2 separate regions of the Cricetulus griseus genome follow, and region 1 is linked to region 2. A link is a contact called in public Hi-C data. All regions are on one chromosome and are shown on one strand. Each heading gives the region's core, a stretch centred on a gene start, on an enhancer-like site or on the middle of the called end of the contact. The rest is flanking DNA. Distances are from core to core; before and after follow the strand shown.

Region 1 (5,894 bases), core at 1,871-4,370, 110 kb before region 2:
CCTTTCCTCTCTAACTTGCTTTTTGGTCAAGATGTTTCATTTCAGCAACAGAAACCCCAAGACAGATGTTTCTAAGTATTTGTTAATTTCTACAGCTGGACTGGTTAGAATTTACCCACAAATCCCACTTGTTCATAAATTTAGTGCAATAGAAGGATGCAGGCAGCACTGGCTCAGCAGATGCTGAGAAGCTGATACCCAAAACCGACAGACCCCACCCAGCAAGGAACGCAGGGCTTGTGCCAGGAGAAGCTTCACTACAGGCACAGCTGAATCCAGAGCACCTGGTTCCAAGCTGCTTCCACTGAAAAATGAGCATCTGCACAGTTCTAGGGTTCCTTCTAGCCTTTAAAATTGTTACCATGACCATGAACCTTTTTTTTTTTTTTTTTTTTTTGCTTTTATGGTATAATTCTGCAGGACTGCATAAAAGAGGAGTCATTCAGTGAATCCCTATGCATTCCTTTATAAACACGAAACTGAATGTTTATAAATATTTTGCCAATATTGACCAGGTAGTGGCTAGAGAAGGAAGTGTGGCTATGCTACAGGCATGAGCAGCCAGGTCAATAACTGTCTGCAGCATGAGCCGAGATGCTGAAGAGTTAATACTAAAATCAAGACATCATAGTTTCTGGAAAGTGGAGGTGTTTGTTTTGGAGACAAGGTCTCACCTATTCCATGCTGGCCTCAAACCCACCATGTAGTAGAGAATGACCTTGAATTGCTGGTTTCAAGTCCTAGAATTACAGGCCTGCACCACCACACCCAATTAATGTGATGCTGGGGACTGAGTCCAGGATTTTGTGTATGCTACGCCAGGAAATCGTAGTTCAAAAGAATGAAATTACATTATTAGTTCTTTTCCTTCACTTTTTATACCCCATTTCAGCCGATTCACAGTTTCCTGGTAAAAACGACCCCCACCTAGAACTAGGTCACTCTAATGAGGGTTAAAAACTGGGGATTTCTCAAGAAGGAAAGCTTAGTTTTAGACCAAAGAGTATCTGCCATAAAGTAATCAGAGGGAAGCAAGTATTTCACATCTGTTTGGGGCAGTGGCTTAAACTGTCTGAGTACTGTTGATAAATGTACATTTTTACCTAATTGCCTGTGGGAAAGCCAAAATTAAATATTTAAAAGATTAGATGTTACCCTTGAAAAACTATACAAATTTAGAAACCACATTAACTGAAGTTGCTAAGGAAGCAAAAATTCCAAGTACAACACATTAGTATGTAGATAATTAGTTTCATATTATCTTAATATTTACACAACAAAACAATAGTGTTGCAAGACTCATCAAGAACACATTTCTCTTGTAGGTCAGGTAGACATCAGCTGGCAGTACCACCTTTTCTTCTAGGACCAGGAGGTAATTTTGCCAGAGAAGAAAAGCCACACTTACATGGTTGATTTAAGAGTCTAAGTCATTTCTTTTACAAATGAAAAGGGCAGATAAAATTACTGTCACTTTATAAAACAAGAAAACATACTTGCATATATTCTTGGCAAGTAGCTTCCTAATAGGACATTTAGCCATCGAATATACGCTCTAGTGTTCTATGACACATAGTGCAGTACTTTGCAGGTCTATTCATCTTCATTTTTCATCAACTACAAGTGGCAGTATCCACAGTGGAGATAAAGACTTATAAAAATATAACTGTGGGAGTTAGAGATGGCTCTGCTGATAAGCATTGGCTGCTCTTTTAAAGGAGCAGGCTTCAGTTCTCAGCATCCAGCAACTAGCAGTCATCCCTAACTCCAGTTCCAGGTTCTGACATCCTCTTCTGGTTTCTGAGGGCACTGCACACAAGGTACACAGATATATATGCACATGGGCAGGTGTGCGCACATGTGTGCACGTGCATGTACAAATACACACAGAGACACAATAATTAAATCTTTAAAAATAATATCATTATGGTACAAAGCTATACCAACTTACTATAAGTCTATTCCATATCGCTTTTAAGTTACAGGGACAATCATAAGACAACACACTTGGGTATGCTGTCTTCATAGAGTCTATATATACTTATATATAAGAACAAAATCCCAAACCTCTATTGTGTTGGGACAAAGGGGTTTGAAAGTTAAATAAGGGAGCTAGAGAGATGGCTTAGTGGTTAAGAACACTAGATGCTCTTCCGGAGTTTGGTTCCTAGCACCCACATGGTGACTTACAACAATCCTAACCACCAGTTCCCTCTCCGGACCTCCACAGGTACCAAAAAACAAATTACATACATACAAGCAAGCCAAACACTCATACACATAAAATAAACAAATATAAAAATTTAAAAAACTACTTTCAGATTTTGCTGAGAACTTTGACCAGACATTCTATAAAATAAACCCACCCCATCTTCACCTAGGACACTGTTCCCACATGTGATGTTAGTCTCTCCTGGGGTTGTCAAGTTAGCCAAGTCCACTTCTGCTAGGATACAGGGACCTCACTATGCAGCCCAGGCTGGCTTTGGGCACTCATCAGAACGCTAGGACTACAGACTGGTACCACCAGAAGCTGTCTTTTTCCATTTAATTCATGATCTCAATGTTCTTGACAAACCTGAGGGAGCACTATGCTTTTATAACCACACCTCCTTTTCCCTGGAATGTATACAAAACAAATTCCAACCTTAGCATTCTATAAGCCACATGCTGGCTCCTGGCAAGAAACTATGCTCTGGAGAGGGGTGCCTTTCTCTTTCGCCAGGGTTCTGTACTGTCAGAAACAAAATACCCCATGTCTTCACAAAGGTGTTTCCTGTCAACCAATGTCCTCATGCAACCTTCCAAAAGCCACATCTCATATTTATGATGAAAATTAACACCATCTTGCTAACAGCTCAGAATTTAATCGTTTGCAAGTGTGTTTTACAAGAGCAGGACAATGCCACCATTACCTCTGGGATGAGCAATGAGAAGGCTTGGGGCAGGGAGTTAGAAGTGCACAGTACAGTTTAATTAACAAACCGGATTATGACAGGACTGGAGGCTGGCAGCAGCTGCCACAAAGCAACGATGGACTCCTTTCCAGACTACTGTACTGAAACCAAAACACTCGGGTGTCAAATACCAGCCCACAGACCTGCACCTCAGGGTCAAGCAGTTTCACTTCCTGTTAGCCAGAGGAGAAAACCTCGGCCAATGGAATTACCAATGATGCTTTGAGGCTAAGCCTTGATTTCCTCATTACTGTTACATTCCATGTACTCTGTGTAGAAGGCTTAATTATTTAAATAAATAAATAGCAGGTTTTATGATTCATCAAGTTACACTGATCCACTCAAAATATTATCAGTAGAAATAAATCAGGAATGCTAAAAATATTTAACTGCAAAACATCTGCTATTGCGATTTCTGCTAACTTTACAAAATCATTGTTTGTTCATAAAATATTTATAAACATTTTATATGTGAATAATTTATTTATAAAATAATTAGAAGGCTGAGGCTGTAACTCAGTTGGTAGTGCTTGTCTAGCATACAAGAAGCTACATAAAATGGGAGTGGTGGCCCACACCCACAACCCCAGAACTTGGGAGGTGTAGGCAGAAGGATTAGAAGTTGAAGGCCATCCTCAATTTCCATAGAGTTTCAGGTCAATCTGGGTTACATGAGATCATTTCTCAAAAAGTAAAATAAATAGGATTCAGAACATCTCCTGACTCGATTCCAGCATACAGATGGCCTCTGTGACAGTAAAGGAAATAGGGGAGGAAGGAGAAAAGGGAAAATACCCAAGACTGAGCAGAAGGCAGGCAGCACTGGCTTGGTGGATACTGAGAAGCTGAGCCCAAAATAGACAGACACCACCCAACAAGGAACCAGGGACCAGAGAAGCTTCACTACACAGCTGAATGAAGAGCAAGCTCATCTTGCTTGAACAGTCTCAATGTACAGAATGGCATACAAACAGTTAAAACAAAAATGTCAAGAAAGCACAGCCCCACCTACTTCGTATTATTTTCATTCAATACTTTGAAAGAAGGAATGAACTATATTACAACTCTATGAAATACGGCTTCTATGAAAGTGAACACACTGACTTACTTTATTCCAGCATTTTGCTGCTTGTAAAAGTTACCTAATCCTTTTTTGCAGGATGTTTTGGTGACATAAATATATCCCTTAAAGTCATGTTTGGGAGATTACACATGAGAAACTGGAATCCTCTTGTATCATGACAAGTGTTATTTGTAAGACACAACTTTGACACTTGGTTAAGAAACGAATAGATATACAATCACACACATCCATACAGAAACCGGGAGCACAGAAAACATCAGTAAGACTTTGAAGACAGCAGTGTTAAAATTAACTCAGAAGCTTTTTTCCAAGAATGTTAAGGAATAAACACAGAGAAGAACAAGAGGTTTTTTTTTTTTTTTTTTTGAATTCTTAAGGAAGTTCAAAGGGGTCAGAGAGTTCTGTACCAACCTGTCTTTTGCTGACTCTTGAAGTGGCTCTTTTGAGGTTCAAAGACCCTGACAGCCGCAGGGCCTTCACTGAGTCCTTCCTGGAGGCACCAGAGAAGGAGAAATACTTCCCTGTACGTTTCTGGCTGGCTTGGACTGCCATTTCTAGCCATCAGGTAGGGGGTGAAAAGCCAAGATGTCCCAGAATGCAAATTTAAGTACAGAACAAAATTATGCCCCAGAGTCCTCAAACTCCAAACATCCAGTCTACTATTTCCCTGGTGATCAGAAAGGAACACCAGCCTGAAACAGGGGGAGGAGAGGCTCCAGCTGCTCCACACAATATCAATCCTCCCTGGAAGTTGGCCGAGAATACACAGAGCGCCGTGGATCTCAGATCTTCGAGGGACAGCCCCCAAAGCACCAAATTAAAACACCCTTCACCAGTTAAACAGGCTTGGTAGTTTGTCAAGACTAAAAGTGGGTGTAGCAACACACCCTGGCATTGGCTGAGTAAATCCATCAGAGTCAAGGAAGTCTCTAGCTTGCCGGCCACAAGACAGCAGGGGCTCTTCATATCCCAACACAGCTCCCTCCTTGCTGCAGGGCCTCTTCGTAGGACCACTGGACTTAAGTTCTGAGAACCTTCTCCTCCCCCAGTGAATGAGAAATGGATAGTGAGACGTTCAAGTGTACACATTATATGAAGAGAAAGGCAGAATTAAGAATACACAATTACCATGCACTCTGACTCTAGGACACCCTTCCTCAGACCTGGCAAGGGAAGGAAGGCTCCGTTTGTGTTCTCTCCAAGAAGGTCATGCAAGGGAGATATGAGGGCTGAGGGGAGAGTTCTTACCTAGTTATGCCACACCTAAGGGACATTCTTGGGGTTCCCAGAAGGAGAAGGGGAAGCAGGTAGAAATGAGAAACTGGAGATGTCTTTATAAAGCAATGAATTCTATGAAGATTTATAACAAAAATGTGATTATACCAACATAAAAAAAAGAACTATATAAAACTTAAGGGCTGATAGATGGCTCAGTAGTTAAGAGCACTTGTTGCTGTTGCAGAAGAATGGAGTTGAGTTCTAACACCCATATGATGGCTCACAACAACCCTTAACTGCAGTTTCAAGGAATCTGACTCCCTCTTCTGACCCCTTGAACACCAGACATGCATGTAATGCACTTACATGCAGAAAAGAAAAACTGTCACATAAAATAAGTCTAAAAGTTAAAAAAGAAAATATAAAACTTGAGTTTTTAGGGGTGACAGCTCAATGGATAAAGCATTTGGTATATAAGCACAAGGATCTGAGTTCAAATCCCCAGAATTCATATAAAGGCAGGTCTGCAATTCCAGCACTTGTATGGTGAGATGGGAGCAGAGTCAGAATATCCCCAGAGCTCACAGACCAGCCAGCCTGGTGTATACAAACATGAGTACTGTCTCTAACAAGGT
Region 2 (6,426 bases), core at 2,881-5,380:
CTCCACTGCAGACCTGCAGATCCAGAACTATACCACTGCAAGGCAGGTGCTTTCTGGGGTCACTCAGCTACTCAGTTACAAAGCAAGGCCCTAAACATGACTAGCCATCCCTCCCACCAAACCCACTGTAAACCTTAATGACTACAAGATACCCACCACCCCTCCCTGCATAACAGTGGCTCTTTCTATGAAGTCCAGAGCACGGCATTATTGCACAGCTTTCCTACAATAAACCCCATGTTTAAAGCTAAGGTTCTGTGCTTACCAGAAATGGTAAGGCTCTGAGTACAGAAAGACACAAATGATCCTCCAATTGGACACACTCAAAAGCATACACATAACCTGGTTCTCAATATCTAGCACAGCAAATACTCAAACTGAGTCTTGATGATGGTAGGTAAATGAGGACAAATAGTCATTTTAGTCCATCAACATGTGACAACAAAAATGTTATTACACTAGCGTAAAAATATAGATTACAGCTGGGCAATGGTGGCTCATACCTTTAATCTCAGCAGCACTCAGGAGGCAGAGTCAGGTAGATAGATCTCTGTGAGTTCAAGGCTGGCTTGGTCTACAGAGCAAGTTACAGAACAGGGAGAGCTGTTACACAGAGAAACCCTGTCTTGAAAAACTGATGATTGATAGATAGATAGATAGGAATAGATAGATGGATGAACGAACAGACAGAATATGGATAGATTGACATACAGATGGATGGACAGATAGAGACAGATTGCACATGACTAAGGGTAAGTGGTCTAACACTAGCTTCTTAAGGGCATATCTGGTGCTAAAACATGGCATTTTCCTGGCCAGAAATTGATTTGTTCAACCTACAGAGAAAACAGCTCAAATAACGCAAACAGAATGCCAGAAAATTCACACCACCATACCACAAAGTGCTTAGTGCATAGAAAACTTGGCTTTTCTGTTCAGCTTTTCCTTCTTTTTTCTTCTGCTTCATGGGTTTTCATACATTGAACATGCTCTGCCTGACATTTTTCCCCAGCAGATGGTAGTTCATCATGTCTCCTGTCACCTAGCAACCTAAGCAAGATTTTACCACTACCTGGCTACCCAGTTCTTCACACAGAATCTATCCTGTCTTATTAAGCAGAAGAAATAAGAGAACAGAAGTTGCAACACTAACAGTGCTGATGTGTTTGCTCCCTAATGACCTAATGGGAGAAGTGTGAAAGGCTAAAGATTAATCTCAGTGATTACCTAACCAACCAAGAGGAAAAACAACAAATGGATGAAGCAGCTTTTCAGTTAATCTGTTTATTTTATGTGTATGGATGTTTTGTCTGCATGTACCACATTCATGTAGTGCTTGCTGAGACCAGAAGGGCATTAGATTCCCTGGGACTGGAGTTACACATGGCTGTGAGCCACCTTAATGAGGGTGCTGAGAATCCAACCCAGGTCCTCTGGAAGAGCAGCCAGTGCAGTTAGCTGCTGAGCGAGCCATTGCTTGGTTGATTTGGTTTTTGGCTTGTTTGGGCTTTTTTTTTTTTTTTTTAAGGCAGGGTCTCACTATGTAGCCTAGCCTTGGGTGGCCTAGAGCTTGCTCTATAGATGAGGCTGGTCTTGACTTCACAGAGATAGACCTGCCTCAGCCTTCAAGTTCTGGGATAAAGCTATGTGCCATCAAGTCCAGCCTTTTGTATACTTATGAGTCAACTTGTGATCCAAATACTGCAAAATCTATGGGGTGGGGGAGCTATTTAGCCCTGGCTGACCTGGAATTCCAGGTTCAGTAAGTCTCCATCTCAAAAAAGAAAGTGAGGGAGACTGAGAAAGACACCCAACAATGACCTCTGAATTCTAAACACACACACACACACACACACACACACACACACACACACACACACACAGCACCTCCTAAACTGAGCTTTTTCGAAACCAGTAAATCATCCTCCACTCTCTTATCTCTAGCAATCCCTCTCCCTTCCTTCCTTTTTCCCACGTGGTCATCTCAATTACTATTTAGTCCTGCTCTTTCTGTGACCTCTTCCCTACCCCTGATCCTTCACTATGAAATAGCCACTGCTGATTGTGAAGAACAGGCCACATATATCAACAAGGGTGCTCAACTCCATCCATCCAACATCCAAGAGACATCTTTTTCCCACAGCACAGATAAGCCACACCACAACTGCCTTAACCTGAGGGATCACAGAATCTTGTTTTAGATATTTCCCAGTTCATATTCTACAAAGAAGCAGTCCCTTAAATGCCTAGCACACACAACACAATAAGTGCTTAATTTGACCTGTGATAGGAAATGCTTAATTTCTATGAAAAAATTTAAGAATTCGGCCAATCAGTTACCTGTGTATTCCCCCAACAGCAACTTGACCGTTACCCGGGGTGTGCAAGATGCAACATGGCTAGTTTTACAAACAAAATCGGCAAAGCAGAGGGCAACAGCATCGGCACACTTCTATGCCCTGTATGTTACTGCCACCCCCCTCCCCCCCTAACAATGTTGGTCTTCAGAGTACAAAGACAACCTGGTTATTCCCTTACAACATTAAACCATCAACTAACTGTCAATCAGAAATGATGCTTAAAACACTTAAGTGTGAAGTTACAGAGGATTTCCCCTCTTGTCAGCTTTACAAGATAAACAGGTGCCCAATTACCACAAACGTTGTTTGATTTTTTAATGAATTCGACCAACTGGAAGAACACTTACAGCTGTTGAACTCAGCATCTCCTATCCCTGTATCAGATTCCTAACCATCCCCCAGTTTCCTTATAGGGACAATTTTGTTATTTTTCAAACACAGAGTAAAAGCAAAATAAAACAAAGGTATAACCATTTTGTCCTTTCTTTATTTTAGAGAAAAATGGAGGGTGGCCCATAAGCATTCGGCGACTTAGGCAGACAAAGCCACCTTCCCCCTCTCGCTTGTTCTGAAGTCACAGACGGCAGGCCACTCCACTACGGAACAGACAACAGACGGGAAATACCAAAGGGAACACATTCCACTCTGGTACAAAGGAAATATCCTCAGGTGCTAGAGCGAAACTTCAGCGTGGGCTGTTGTCAAACAGAGGGTAAAACAATCTAACAAAACACCCTTCCACTTCTGCCCCATTATGGAGGAATGCGGTTTAAGGGAGACAATGTTACTACTCCAGCAGGAAAAGAGAGAACCGACCCTCCTCCGACCCCCAGGCCCTGTGCAGCCCCGGCTCCGCACCCGAGCACATCCCGCGAGGTAAGGATGGAGGTTCGGAGGGTGTTCTGACTCCACAAGCGAGTACATGCTGAGGTGCTTAAAGGAGCCAAACACCGGAGCCACTCCATGGCCCCCACCGGAGTCCAGGAGCCGGGCCGACCCAACCAGGGCTGCCTGCGCGACCCCGAGATCCCGCAAGAACACAGAAGACCCCCGGCCCGGCTGCGGCTCCCGCGTGCACGGAATCACCCAACTCTTTTCACACCCCCAAAGTTCCGTGGCCAACCCTCCGCGACAGGCCTGCTTGGGGAGAGGCCTGGAGCTGGAGTGCCAGGGCCCGCGGTCGGCCGGGCAAAGGCGCCCCGCCAAGCTACGCCGCGCCTCCCGCGTGCCGCACTCTGCCTCTCCCGGTGCCGGCTCCGGGCGCCGAGCCGCCCACTCCGAAGCCCAGAGGACACAGGCAGTGTCCAGGGACTGTGCGGGTGGCGATCACGGCCCAGCCTGAGCGCGCCGAGAACTTTAAGCCGCAGGTCCGGGCCGGGGGGCGCCTATGAGGCAGCCCGACTGCCGCACTTTCCCTTTCCCCGCCTCCCGGTCTCCCTCCTCCGTCTCCAGGAAGCGCCATATTGATCCCCGCGCCTTCCCCGTCCGCTCCCCGCCGCGCGCCCCAGGCCACTTACCTTGGCCACGGCCTTCCGGTAGCGGGTCACCGCCTGCTGGATGAGGCTGAAAACTTTCATGCGGCCATCTCCACACGGCACGACCACCCGGGTCCTCCCGAAGCACACGGTCACTTTCATGCCGCCGTCCCTCGCTGGCCGTGGCCGGAGCGGCGCTGGGCCCGGCGACTGTACGCAGGGCGCGGTGGGGCCGCTGCGCCGGCGCGCCGGCGGCTAGGGGCGCGAGCAGACGGCGGCACGGGGCCGTCCGGTTACCATGTCCAGCCCGGCCGCCTTCGCCTGTTCTCGCCTGTCCCCCGCCTGGGCGCTTGCAGACTCTGGCCACCTGTTCGGCGTCTTGGCGTCTTGGCGCGCTCGGCGGCGGCCCGGGGCCGTGTGGCGCTCGCGCTCTGTTGGGACTCCGAGGAGGGGACCGCGAGGCAGGGAGGAGGAGCAGCGGCGGGCCGGGCGCACAGCACCGCGCGCAGGCGGCAGGAGGAGGCGCAGGGCGGGGCGCCCGGGAGGCCTCGGCCGCTGCCCGGCCGCTTGGGTCACCGCACGGCGATGCGCATCGCAGCCCGCGGCGCTGTGCCTGGGCTAGCGCTGGGAAGGGCGCGTCCTCCTCCGGCCCACTTACTGTAGAGCTGAGGCGAGGCCCACTGAGGGACGCCCCACCCACGCCCCCAAGGGCTCCACCGAGGTCCCCTCCCTTTCTTTGTGACTTTTAATCCCCTTCCTGGGAGAAAGCAGTTTAGGCTCAGGGACGCCTCTGGAGGCCAGCAGCCACCGAGTAGCCCCGGGGAGGATAGGGACTCGACTGTGGACGAAGCTCCGGGCTAGGTCTCTTTCTGTCCGCAGCAAGGCAGACTTTCTGTCCTAAGAGCCTGGCTCCGGTGCAAAGCAGGGCGGCGCTGTTCTGTAGCAAAGATTAATTGGCAGCTCCCGAGAGAGTTGGAGACGCTTGGACGCCCTGGTACTTCCTCTTGAGGCCACTATTTACCTAAAAGTTTCTTGGTGACCCACTTGTTTAAATAAGTAGGACTTAAAACCGCAGTTCAAATATATTTGTTTCTTGACAATTCTTCAGTCTAAGCAACTTAACACAACCCTCTGAAAAATACAGTCCGGACGCTCAGAGAGGGAAACTGTTCTTGGATATTCCCTCTATAGGCTGGCTCATAACTCAGGCACTAACACACCCCCAACTCCATAGGGAGTGGATGATACCCACACTCTAAGGTGTTTAATAACAACATGGACCAAGTCTAGAGAATGGCTAAAGCTGATTTCTGTCTTGTAAGATGTGGCTCTAAATAAATGTGTACACGTTGTCTTCAAAGAATGGCAAACTTCAAGAGAGTCACTGTTGGCCTGCGTTTGTCCCATACTATGCAGAAAGTTAATTTTGGCAGTTAATTTGCAGATTTCTGAGCCCGTTAAAGAGCCTGTGAGCCCCAGATGAACTTGAGCACTTAAAGCTGGCTCTGGGGATCGTCCATCCATTCCCCCTCCCTTTTTAAAGTAATAAATAAAACAGAGAAGTTCCTCGGCTTTTTGGAATCCTGCACATTCTCCTTGACTTTTAGACTCTAGGTCTGACTGCTCTCAAGCCACTCGATGATCACCGGTCCCAGCAAATGATGCCATCATGCATCCTCCCCTCCAACGTTTGTCAAGAAGGCACCCTCACAAGCCCACAGGAGAATGCTTGAATGAGCACGGCCCTGGGACTCATACTACTTCTATATGGCTTCATCTTTGAACTTGTCTATCAGTGACTGTACCAGTCATGCTATGCCAGTAACTCCTGCGGCCGTTTCCTTGCTTCAGACATTATCAGTACTTGGATCGTTGGGCCAGCAAGATGGCTCAACCTGTTAGGGCACCTGCCACCAAGACTACCTAAATTCCAACCTTAGAACCTACATAGTGGAAAGAGAGAACTGCCCCTGAAAGTTGTCCTCCGACCTTCACACACACACACACACACACACACACACACACACACACACACAGAGTAATAATAATAATAATAATAATAATAATAATAATAATAATAATAATACTTGAGCCCACAATAATTATGAATAATTAGTTAGAAATCATGTTTCTGTTTTTACACATGGGAGGAGTATAAAGTTGAGAATGGGTGTCATAAAAGCCAAAAACAAAAACATGGCACTAACCTAGGTTCAGATCTAAATTTAAGCACTAATGCCTTCTATATGACTTCATCTTTGAACTTGTCTATCAGTGTGTACTCATACTATTTCTATATGGCATCTCATTACTATTTCTAGACATTGAAATGGCAATACATAGTATCTTTGGTTAAAGAAACTACATTGTTATAATTAATTTCATTGATGTTCACAGCCTTGCCTTTTCTAGATGAGGAAGGAAGTTGATGAGATCCATTTCATAAATTGTGAGGATCAAACAAAATTACATACTAAAAGTCTTAATACCTGCTACTGAGTGGAGCATGTTACAGCAGCAGAGTCTACTGGTCTTGATGTAAAGGGTGCTAACAAAGCCTAAGCTGTGATAGCAAATGACTGGGGAGAGAT

What was found. A called contact is a pair of places that touch in the nucleus more often than the background predicts.
Region 1: a contact with region 2 is called in a Hi-C map of fibroblasts, with 2.8 times the contacts expected there. The contact joins the enhancer-like site here to the promoter of Pard3 in region 2. A contact is called at or near these places in 2 of 8 Hi-C or Micro-C datasets (the CHK-Q cell line and fibroblasts).

The regions. Positions count from the first base shown.
Region 1 is chr3:204,015,802-204,021,695 of CriGri-PICRH-1.0, reverse strand. All of the region lies in intron 2 of Pard3 (partitioning defective 3 homolog), which reads right to left. Among named protein-coding and RNA genes, the nearest start is that of Pard3, 110 kb to the right of the region's middle. Within about 2 kb of position 3,120, at least 2 of the 6 cell types and tissues checked have open chromatin away from gene starts, as enhancers often do.
Region 2 is chr3:203,905,516-203,911,941 of CriGri-PICRH-1.0, reverse strand. It overlaps Pard3 (partitioning defective 3 homolog), which reads right to left and starts at 4,130. Exons shown (of 24, transcript XM_027404778.2): 1 at 3,878-4,130. The coding sequence starts at 3,997.